Linked DNA regions of Sus scrofa: region 2 is linked to region 1. Evidence: chromatin contacts called from public HiChIP or PLAC-seq data. All regions are on one chromosome and are shown on one strand. Each heading gives the region's core, a stretch centred on a gene start, on an enhancer-like site or on the middle of the called end of the contact. The rest is flanking DNA. Distances are from core to core; before and after follow the strand shown. Region 1 holds the start of MESP1 (mesoderm posterior protein 1). Region 2 overlaps AP3S2 (adaptor-related protein complex 3, sigma 2 subunit).

Region 1 (5,810 bases), core at 3,136-5,635:
GGAGTCCGGGGACGAGGCGGGGGAGCAACCGCAGTCCCTGTCGGCGGTCGGCGGCGGCCGAGCTGGGCCCCAGCCCGCGGAGAGGACCCAGGACTCTGAGAGCGGCGGGCAGAGGGACTGGGCCATGGCAGCGGCGGCGTGTCTGGGGACTGGCGGCGGGCGACCGCTTTATCCCGACCGCGAGGTGTGAAGTGGCCCCTTCCAGGCCACATCAGCACTTCAAAGCGGGCTCGGGGCCTGAAGGGGGCGGGGCTTGACCCTTTGAACCAACGGAGGGCGCGAAGGTGCGGGGCCCGTTGGCTGCGCCAGGTTGGTCACACCTGGGCCCGCGCATGGGCACCTGACCCAGACACGCAGGCCTTCTTCCCGTGCCAGTGGCCCGCGCTGTCCGAGTGTTGGCCCAGCCCAGGAGGCTAAAGGAAGCGACGTCAGGGACCTGGAAGTCCAGTACGTAGGTTTGGAGCTGCCTTTACCTGTGGGGACCTGAGGCACATTCTTCACTTTTCTTGAATCTTCCTTTCCAGTTTGTATAAGGAGGCCTCAGGGCATACTGCAGCCAGGTCCGTGGACTTGCAGTGGGGACTGGCAGTGGGGCGCAGAGGCCAGAGGCACAGTAACCTGTTCCTCCTCTGAGGCCGGCTGGCCCTAGATGCGCCCTTCCCTGGTGGTGGTGAATGGGAGGGATGCTGAAAGGAAGTTACTCCAGGCGGATGCAACAAACTGGCAGAATCTGGTCAGGGTGCCGGACCATCTGAGCCCAGGGTGCCGGACCATCTGAGCCCAGGGAGGGGATTCTTCCGCCCTCCGGGACACCTTCCTCCTGGCAGGATCAGGGACTTAGCCTGGGGCCACAGCTGCTACCACTGGCTAGCAGCTGGTATTCTGCCACTTTGGGGCAAGTATAACGGGCTTTGCCAATGAAATGTGAGTGGAAACGACGCAGAAAAAAATTAACAAAATTCAGCACCCCTTCATGATAAAAAATGTTCAGCAAACTCAGACTAGAGGAGAACTTTCTCAGTCTGATAAAAGAAGCTATAGCTAACATCATAATAAAACTGAAAGATTTCTCCCTAATACTGAGAACAAGGTGAGGATGTGGGCCTCTAACGACACCTGCAGGGGTGCAGTTGGGGGGGGGGTGTCCAGCTTGTGCAATAAAGGAAGAGAAATAAAAGGCATTACGGACTGGGGAGGAAGAAATGAACTATTTACAGACAACATGACTGTCCACATAGGAAATCTCAGGACATCTACACTGCCTGCCTGACTCCTCAGGGGGTTTGAGTTTGTACCTTGTCACAATAGCTACTTCATGCATAGCTGTCTGCTCTCCAGCTAGATTGTTAAGTACATGGTGTCTGGTATCATGTCTTCAAAAGAAGTGGTATCCAGGGTCTCTCTCAGCGTTGGGGGTCTAGTGTTTGCATACTCCCACCCCCACCCCCTGAGTTTCCAGTTCTGTGAGACTGATGGGTGAGCTGGTTTGAAGCAAAGAAAGCCAAGCGTCTATCTGGGCATCTCTATTCACCACCGCCCCCTTCTCCTTGTCCCTTTTTACTTCTACTGCCCTTGGCCTCCTCTAACACCTATGTCCCCTCCCAGCAGCCCCAGATGCTTGTGCCCATGGTCACACCTGGGAGTGGCAGTGCCAACTCACCCTTGGGGAGAAGGAGAGGAACCCACTCCAAGGGCACATGCCACAGGATCCATCTACCCCCAAGGAGAAGCTGGTCCAGGAGGACCCTCCTTGGCCTACAGCTGTCAGCACAGTCTACCCCTTCTGGACCCTGGCCAATAGATGCCTTCCTGGGGTTCCAGATCCAGGCCAAAAACTTGGCATTGGAGCACAGCGAAGTCCCCTTTGATCCCACTGGACTGCAGCTAACAAAGAGTGGGAACTGGTTGTGCACCCAGGCAGGAGGGGTGCAGAGTAAAAACTAGACAGGCAGGTGGGTCGGGGTCTCTGTGGCCAACCTCTGAACGTCAGAAAAAAATCCTTCCTGTTCTTGCGAGTGATTCTGATTTCCACTTTGTAGCTAATTTATTGAGAAAACTCAGAATGACCAAAACCCCCTAAGGTGATCAGCCACCTTTTGTTTTATTGTCATGTCTCTATTTGAAGTTAGAATATACACAGGTGACTAAAAAGTCAAGAGAATGAACAACTGCAGAGGGTCTAACAAATCTTTCTTATCCTACCTCTGAGCCCTCCAAGTTCCCGTCCAGAGGAAAAGGCCATTAATGGCTTGTGGGCAACTATGCTCTGAAGTGAATTTTTATTAAACACAAAGTCACCCAACATTTTTTGGACAAGGGGCCATGTGTAGGTGGCAGACTTTATCTTAAAAAGCACAGCTCTGGCCCCTGAGGATTCTCGGATCTGGGATCCGACATGCATTGCTCACTTACGTGGGAGTCACAGAGTCCTGGAGCGTGAGAGGGACACTCTGAGTGGTGCATGACAGGAGGCTCTCCGGTTGATAGGGCTGAGAGGGTTAAAAAGACCCATGGGTGCCTGTAGAGACAAACCCCAAAACTGGCATGACAGAGGCAGAACAGATGGGAGGGTCCCCACCCACCCCCAATCTTTGGGTCTTTGAGCCCCAAGGGCTGCCTTGGCAGCAAACTGGAGGGGCCATGTGGGAGTCCCGTTGCCTTCAGAGTCTCAGGGCCCAGGGTGTGCAAGGGTGATGGTGAATGAGCCTGATAAAGCCAGGTGGGGGCAGAGGAGGGAACCCCCAACCTGGAGCTGGGCTCTACCCCCTCCTGTCAGCCAGGCTCCCTCTTGCCCTTCCCCATTCCTCTCTCACCTTTGATCTTATCACCAGCCTCTCCAGTGGCTTCATTAGGGAGCTGCCCCAGTTAATGAGTTCTCCAGGCGGCAGGGCCCACACGCCCTCCTGCTGGGGTGAGGACTTCACACTTTTGGGGCCTGTGTTTTGACAAGTGCCGAAGCCAGTGGCTCCTGCTCCCCTGGCCCGAGCCTGCCTCTGCCTGCCAATGTGTCAGGCTGGGAAATGAGGCCTTGGGGCAGCCCCACCGAGCAGAGGTGAGAGTTCAGACGGGGTCCTTGGCCAGGGTGGGGGTGCAGGCAGGACAAGGCAGCACCCCCTTGGGCCCAGGGCCCGGGTCTCTGCCTGCCCACTAGGAACCAGCCGGCTTCCTCAGACCGAGCCTGGGTCCTGGGCGCTGCCCCCTCCCACTTCCCAGCCTCAGTACCCTTATTTTCCGGCCAGCCCCTCTAACATGGGAGTGCTAATCAAAGGTGCAGTGTCGGTTTTCCCCTTGCGGCCCCTAATCCCCATCCCCACTGGAGCCAGAGGCCCCAGGAGAAGGAAGCAGCTCTGTCCTAACGCCAGCCTGTTTAGCATGAGCAGCACACCTCCTGGGAAGCTCCTAATTTGGGTGTCCCCTACTGCCAGGGATCCTCCCACCACACCTCGGCACCAGCCCGCAAGGCAAGCTCTTTCAGGGCAGCGGTTCTTATTCACGAAGCCCCCACCTTCAGATAACCTGGGGCACCCCTCTGGGGTGTGGCCAGGGTGGCTTAGAATAGAATGCCCTTCTGCCCTGTACCACCGGTGGCACTTGGGTAACTCACTCCATGTTTCTGCCCTGGCCTCTGTTTCTGCCCTGTAATACCTCCTGTGCCAACAGTGCAAGGATCAAATCATAGCACAGGGACCGTGCTTTGGGCAGAGCCCACCTGTGTGTTCCTGCTGTCACTTGGGGTCTGACACTGTACTGGGGCTTGGCTGGGTTACAGCTCACAACCACACTGTGATATGAGTGTCATTGCCCCACTTTGTAGATGTGGAAACGAGTGGAAGCCCAGAGAGGTGGTCCTGTGTTGCATGGCTAGTAGGGGAAGAGCTGGGATCTGTTCTGCTCTGTCTGGGACCAAAGCCAATGTTCTGTTTTCCCACCAGTCCCCCTGCCCCCTCTGGAGGACTAGAGTGGCTCCTTTCCTCCTGGAGGGGTGCCCTGGGAGTGCCCTGCTGGGGGAGGGCTATGCCGCATAATCTTTAAGCCCCCAGGAAACCTTGATATACCAGGACCTGTTGAGAAGTAAAAAGAAAACAGGTTTCCAGACCCTGGACCTGCTTGAACCAGAATCCCCAGAGGAGATTCCGGGTGTGAAAAGTAAAATCTGGAGTTCCCATGGTGGCTCAGTGGTTAACGAACCCGACTAGGAACCATGAGGTTGTGGGTTCAATCCCTGGCCTTGCTCAGTGGGTTAAGGATCGGGCGTTGCTGTGAGCTGTGGTGTCGGTCACAGACGCAGTTCGGATCCCACGTTGCCGTGGCTGTGGTATAGGCTTCAGCTGTAACTCCGACTTGACCCCTAGCCTGGGAACCCCATATGCCACGGGTGCGGCCCTAAAAAGCAAAAACAAGAAGAAAAAAAAAAGTAAAATCTCCGGAGAATTATGAGGCTTGGCCACTTTTGAGAAGTAACACCCTAGAGTGAGCACTTCCCAATCCAGAGAAAAGGCATGGGGGGCAACCCCCACCATGGAGCCTAAGCTTCACCAGGTCTTGGAAAGATGAGGCCGTGCTTGTGCTGGCGAGGGGGCTGCAGCCACCTGGAGCCCAGGGCCGTCAGGGGCCCAGCAGGAAGGCTCCCAACTTCTCCTCCACTTCCCCCCTTCCCCACCAGCCCAGCTTATGCCCCCAAAACTCCCAGGAAGCCCCTTCCAACGGAGGCCACCCCCTCTCCTCACACCTTTAGCTCCTGGAGCCACCGACTTGGCAAGCCATATGGAATAGATTATTCTGGACCCATGATAATCTGATTATCTTGGTCATGGATCAGCTGGATGCGCAGCTAGTGGAAGTCACAGGAGGCAGAGTGACAAGGAGGGAGGGGGTGGGAAGAAAGGAGAGAGATTTGTCAGATTCCGGGGAAAGGCTGGAGAGGAAGTGCCAGAATCTCCCCAGTTTGGAGAGCTGGGCAGAGAATGCAGGGTGAGTAGACTGCACCTCTCTCCTGAGGGTGTCACACTTATGCCTCGCTTCATCTAGGTAAGTGGAGCCTTGCAGTGAAACACGGGGAAACCGCAGCATAAAGAGCTGACCAGCCCGAAGCAAAGAGACAGACATGTAAATGTGGGAAAGTTTGTCACATGACCCCTCAGTTTCTAAGCTGTGAAGTGGAACGGGGACCCCCAAGTGCTTGCTGAGATGCCTTGGGGGACTGACTGCATACCTTGTTTGCAAGGTACCGGTCTCAAGCCAGAGGGATGCCCTGGCTATCCAGCCTCCTTGCACTCCCAGCCACAGACAGCAGAGGGCGCTGCCCAACCACTTGGAATCTTGGGATCTGAGGTGGGCCGACCAGTCAGGGGCCTTTTTTCCTGGGGCCTGGGGCCATAGTGAGTACAGGATGGGGAGCTTAGCAGACATGTCAGAAATGCTGGGGCTGGCTTAAGAAAAGGGTGAAGCCAGCTTAGTGCTGGTGTGATGGGCTAGGTGACCCCAGAGAGGCCACTTGCCCTCTCTGGACCCCAATTTGCTCATCTGTCCACTGGGAAAAACATACACCTGTGTGCTGAGAGGGAGAGCAAGATGGAGCCTAGAGGAGTGAGGAGAAGGGGGACGGGCTCAGGTCCCTACACACCCCTGGGAGCAGAGGCAGAAAACAGACCACGAACCAACCAAAACTCTAGGCTCCCCAGCAAGGATTTGCAGGCCCGGCTCGACTGCCAACTTGGGGCGTGTCCAGCACCAGCCCCTGTAGATGGCACAGGAGGGAGCTCCCTCCAGGCAGGATGCACAGGTTTTGGGTGCCTTCTGACCCCACCCCT
Region 2 (5,486 bases), core at 2,291-4,790, 120 kb after region 1:
TAGCAGGTTAAGGACCCAACATTGTCTCTGTGAGGATACAGATTTGATCTCTGGTCTTACTCAGTGGGTTAAGGATCTGGCACGGTCACAAGCTGTAGCGTAGGCCACAGATGCGACTTGGATCTGGTATGGCACAGGCCCCCGCTGCAGCTCCAATTTGACCCCTGGCCTGGGGAGTTCCATATGCTGCAGGTGCCGCTGTAAAACAAAATAAAACTTAAAATACTGTCCTTTCCCCAAGCCTCCACGTATATAAGTACCAAAAATTTTTCATTTTTATGGTGTTAACATAACTCTGTCTTACTAATTTCATTAACTTCAAAATACTTTTCAGAGTTCCCTGGTGGCTCAGCAGGTTAAGGACCTGGCGTTGCTGCTGTGGCTCAGGTCACTTCTGTGGCTTCAGTTCAGTCACTGGCCCAGGAAGTTCCACAGGCTGTAGGTGCATGGCCAAAAAAACCCCCACAAAACAAAACATTATTCCATGAATAACGTTAGTTAACATGCCTACAACTTTTTTTTTTTTTTGCTTTTTAGGGCCACACTTGCAGCATGTAGAGGTTTGTAGGCTAGGGGTCTAATCAGAGCTGCAGCTGCCGGCCTATGCCACAACCACAGCAAGGCCAGATCCAAGCCGCGTCTGCAACCTACACCACAGCTCACGGCAATGCTGGATCCTTAACTCACCGACCAAGGCCAGGGATTGCATCTGCAACCTCATGGTTCCTAGTCAGATTCATTTTCACTGCGCCACAATGGGAACTCCTAATTTAACTTTTAAATATAACATTTAAACAGAAAAGTGTACGAGTGATAAGGGTGTGGCTTCATGAATTTTCAGAATGAACATGTCACGTCAACTATCATCCAGATGGAACACTGCTAGCTCCCTAGACAGCCCCTTCATGCCCTGTTAGGTATTATCCTTTCTCCAAAGGTAACCACCATCCTGACTCCTACTATCAGTTTAGTTTTGTCTGTCCTTGAACTTACACAGGAGTCATAAAACATGTACTCCTTTTATTTGGCTTCTTTCACTCAACAATGTGAATTCTTCCATGCTGTTGCATGTCATGAAAGGCTTGTTCATATTCACTGCTATATGGTTATTTCACTTTTAAACTTATTTATCTACTCTACTCCAGACAGGACATTTGAGTTTTTTTCAGTTTTTTTGACTGGGTATAAACATATAAATGGAAATTATATCTCCAACCACCTTGGAAAATTATGTGACATTACTTACTAATATCCCATGACCCAGCAATTCTATTCCTAAGTATATACTCAACAGAAATGCACACAAATGTATGCAAAAAACCACACACAGTAACTTCATTATAGCACTATTCATAACTCTTACATTTTTAAAAGTGACTCAGCATCCACTGTAAGGATAACATACATAAACCTGGGTTTATTTTCAATCACTGTGCTGGATACTTGGTGAGTCCTGCAATCTAACAACTCAAAGTCCTTCCATACTCCTAGTGTATATATATATATATATATATTTTTTTTTTTTTTGAGCTGTTTATATTGGGATATTGAACCTGCCATTTTCCTATCTTTTCCTCCCATTTTCCTTTCAGGTTTTTAATTTCCAAGAGATCATTTTGCTCTATGTTTCTTGTTTGTTTAGCAGCCCAGTTTGGGGTTTTTGTAGTTGTTGCTGTTTTTGTCTGGAACTGGGGGAAGGACTTAGGGACCTAACCAGTTTTCAGAGAGCTTTCCCTGTCTACTCTATACCCACACCCCAGAGAGACTCTGTGCTTTGAGGATTCTGTAGTGTGGTGTCAGCTTTCTACACTGCTGGCCTGGGATGTGGCTTCCTTGGACTAGCCAAGTCAAGAGAGGAATTCATATTCCCTTCTGCTTTCAAAAAATTCCTTGCTATTGTCTTCTCTCCTGTTCTCTGAGCCCTTGAGTGTATACATGTTCTTTTAAAATTCATGTTCTCTAGGTTTTGTGTGTGTGTGTGTGTGTGTGTGTGTGTGTGTGTGTGTGTGTGTGTGTGTGTTCTCTAGTTTTAAAGGAAGAAAATCAACTACCCTACTGCCAGGACTCTGGACTAAGAAGCCTGGAGTATGTAAGGAGAGGCAGACCATACTTCTCAGCAGCACAGTGCCAAGGGGCTGTTTCCATTAAAGAGGGTTAATGAAATTAAGATTGGTGTATTAGGGAGTTCCTGTTGTGGCGCAGTGGTTAACGAATCCGACTAGGAACCATGAGGTTGCGGGTTCGGTCCCTGCCCTTGCTCAGTGGGTTAACGATCCGGCGTTGCCGTGAGCTGTGGTGTAGGTTGCAGACGCGGCTCGGATCCCGAGTTGCTGTGGCTCTGGTGTAGGCCGGTGGCTACAGCTCCGATTCGACCCCTAGCCTGGGAACCTCCACATGCCTCGAGAGCGGCCCAAGAAATAGCAACAACAACAACAACAAAGACAAAAAAAAAAGACCAAAAAAAAAGATTGGTGTATTAGTCTTCTTGGGCTGCCATAACAAAATAAGGAGGTACTGTCGTGGCTCAGCAGAAACAAATCTCACTAGTATCCATGAGGATGCAGGTTTGATTCCTGGCCTTGCTCATAGGGTAAGGATCTGGCATTGCCATGAGCTGAGGTGTAGGTCACAGACGCAGCTTGGATCTGGTGTTGCTGTGGCTGTGGTGTAGGCCAGCGGCAGTGTTGGAAGTTAAAAGTCCTAGATCAAGGTCTTGCAGGATCAGTTTCTACTCCTGGCTTGCAGACTCGCTATGTCCATGAAAGGCCTTTCCTTGATTTGTGCACAGAAAGAAAGAGGCCTCTGGAGTCTCTTCCTCTTCTTATAAGAACGTAAGTTGTATGGGATCAGAGCCTTACCCTTAGACCTTGCTTAACTTACTTCCTTAAAGACCCCATCTCTAAATACAGCCACATTGGGGATTAAGACTTCAACATGTGAATTTTGGGGGGCACAATTGGGTTCTCAATAAGCAAGTGATACAGAATGAGACAGAACAGCTCCAGAAAAGACAGCCCCAGATAGAGATAAAAAAAGAGCAGTCACAGGAGCTCCTGTTGTGGCTGAGCAGAAATGAACCCAACTATCCATGAGGACACGGGTTCCATTCCTGACCTGGCTCAGTGGGTTAAGGATATGGCGTTGCTGTGGCTGTGGCATAGGCCAGCAGTTGCAGCTCCAATTCGACCCCTAGCCTGGGAACTTCCATGTGCCACACCTGTGGCCCTCCCCCCCCTCCCCGCCAAAAAAAGGCAGTCAGGTGTATCTGTTTCTCCTAAAGTTTTCTCAAAACATCATTATTCAAGATCACGATCAAGGTAAAGAGAACAAAAGTCAGATAATGTAGGAAAGAACAGAAGCAAAGAATATGCTAATGCATGAAGAGATTGAACTGAATGTGCTAGAGACTCAGACAGCAAAAGAGTATGACATGAATCTAAAAATAGTCTAAAAAACAAATTTGAGGAACATAATGACAAAGAACACTCATTCTTCTCACAGATAGGGAAACTAAATTTATCTGAAAACGGGGAGGACAGACACAACTGCAAAGAAAGAAAGTCATCAAGTGGCGGAAGTTACTCAAGATCGAAGCCTCATAAAAGGCATCATCTGAGAAAAAAGGAGTGGGAAACAACTTGATCCTAGGAGGCTGGAAAGGATGGACAAATTACAAGAAAAGGAAATGGTGAAAAACAAAAGTAAGAAATAGCTGCAGCTACTGGAGCTTTTCTATGTTGCTGTCCTGCTGTCATCGAGAACACAAGTAACTCCTTGAGTGGCTATGATGGCTCAAACGGCAGCCCTGCAAGCTAAAGCTTTGGCAGAGACCAGAAGAGCCACATTTAGCTATTATAACCCAGGAGCTGTGAATCTAATGAAATTTGCTGAACAAGAAATAAAAACGAAAACACTGGATACAGCTCGGTTGATGGAGAAAGTCATATGACTATGAAGTAACAGGAAATAGTCTTTGGAAACCTGGATGCTAAGTATCAAAAGATCACATGCCCACATGAAGAGGAGTGGGACTGGGTTAGACATCTTCCAATTGAGGAATGGATACAGTTTGAAGGTGACTACACATTTAAAGTTTGGGACTTACAGAGTTCTCCAGATGTCAGCTCCTTGTGCACCAAACACCTAGCATTCTAACTTTTCATGGATGTCACAATGATTTTTATGTACTAGAAAATATGATTCTCACCACACACAAAAAAAGAAATAGTAATTATGTGACAGGGTAAGAGGTGTTGGCCAACACTATTGCGGTAGTCATTCTGCAATGCATAGGTTTATCAAATCAACATTCTGTGTATCTCAAATTTACACAATGTTATGTATTACATATCAATTATATCTCAATAAAGCTGGAGGGAAATATCATTTTTTGTAAATATTAAATCAGTGATACTGATGTTAGTGTTGTAATCAGATTAAATGTATTTCTATTAAACTTGATGGATTTTTTTTCTTTTTTTCTTTTTAGGGCTGCACCTGCAGCATATGGAAGTTCCTAGCCTAGGAGTCAAGTTGGAGCTGCAGCTGCTGGCCTACACCACAAGCCACAGAATCCTTAACCCACTGAACGAGGCCAGGGATCAAACACGTCCTTATAGATTCTAGTTGGGTTTGTTACCACTGAGCCACAAAGGGAATTCCCTTTTTTTTAATTTTAAATGGCAGCACCTATAACATATGGAAGTTCGTGGGCCAGGGACTGAATCTGAGCCACAGATGCAAACTACACAGCAAGTGCAGCAATGCCAGATCCTTTAACCCACTTCACTGAGCCAGGGATCAATCCTACGTCTCCTCAGCGACCCAAGCCACTGCAATTGGATTTTTCACCTACTGTGTCACAGTGAGAACTCCCAACAATATTTTCTAGCTCATGAATTCTATACTTTTCAAATCTACAAAAGCCAGAGGTGGGATAAAATCTCATAGATGCATTTTTTTGTGTCCAGCCTTGTGTACTTTTGTTCTTAACCTCTTACTGTTATTTTCGTCGTTTGAAACATGAATGTTATGTAGATATTCTATTCTTTAGACAGTTGGGCCATTTGCTACATAAATAAGCTGGGTAATGATGACAATAAATATGGTTTTCTCAAAAGAAAAAACAAGCAACAGCAATACTGGAGGACATATTTAAACTTTTTTTGGCCATGTCCACAGCAGGTGGAAGTTCCTAGGCCAGGGATCAAACCCAAGCCACTGCAGTGACAATGCCAGATCCTCAACCTGCTCAGCTGCAAGAGAACTCCCCTTTTTAAAAAACTTTTTTACTTTTAAGAACATTTTTATACCTTCAAACTATAAGAAAAAAGGCAGACCTAACTACATAAAGTTAAAAGACAAGGAGAAAATATTTACAATAAATATAAAAGAGGAGTTCCTGTCGTGGCACAGCGGTTAACGAATCCGACTAGGAACCATGAGGTTGCGGGTTCGGTCCCTGCCCTTGCTCAGTGGGTTAAGGA

The links. HiChIP or PLAC-seq counts read pairs in DNA pulled down with a chosen protein or histone mark.
Region 2: an H3K27ac HiChIP or PLAC-seq map of alveolar macrophages shows a contact between it and region 1. The contact joins the enhancer-like site here to the promoter of MESP1 in region 1. A contact is called at or near these places in 2 of 5 promoter capture datasets (fetal liver and liver), 23 of 47 Hi-C or Micro-C datasets (adipocytes, adipose tissue, alveolar macrophages and 13 more) and 2 of 2 datasets of contacts at active chromatin or transcription factors (alveolar macrophages and skeletal muscle).

The regions. Positions count from the first base shown.
Region 1 is chr7:55,323,215-55,329,024 of Sscrofa11.1, forward strand. MESP1 (mesoderm posterior protein 1) reads right to left here and starts at 4,386. Exons shown (of 2, transcript XM_001925990.6): 1 at 1-4,386. The coding sequence starts at 126.
Region 2 is chr7:55,439,196-55,444,681 of Sscrofa11.1, forward strand. The region is part of intron 3 of AP3S2 (adaptor-related protein complex 3, sigma 2 subunit); the gene reads right to left. Among named protein-coding and RNA genes, the nearest start is that of AP3S2, 20 kb to the right of the region's middle. Within about 2 kb of position 3,541, at least 2 of the 83 cell types and tissues checked have an H3K27ac peak or open chromatin away from gene starts, as enhancers often do. A contact at or near this core is called in alveolar macrophages and retroperitoneal adipose tissue, where this site is marked.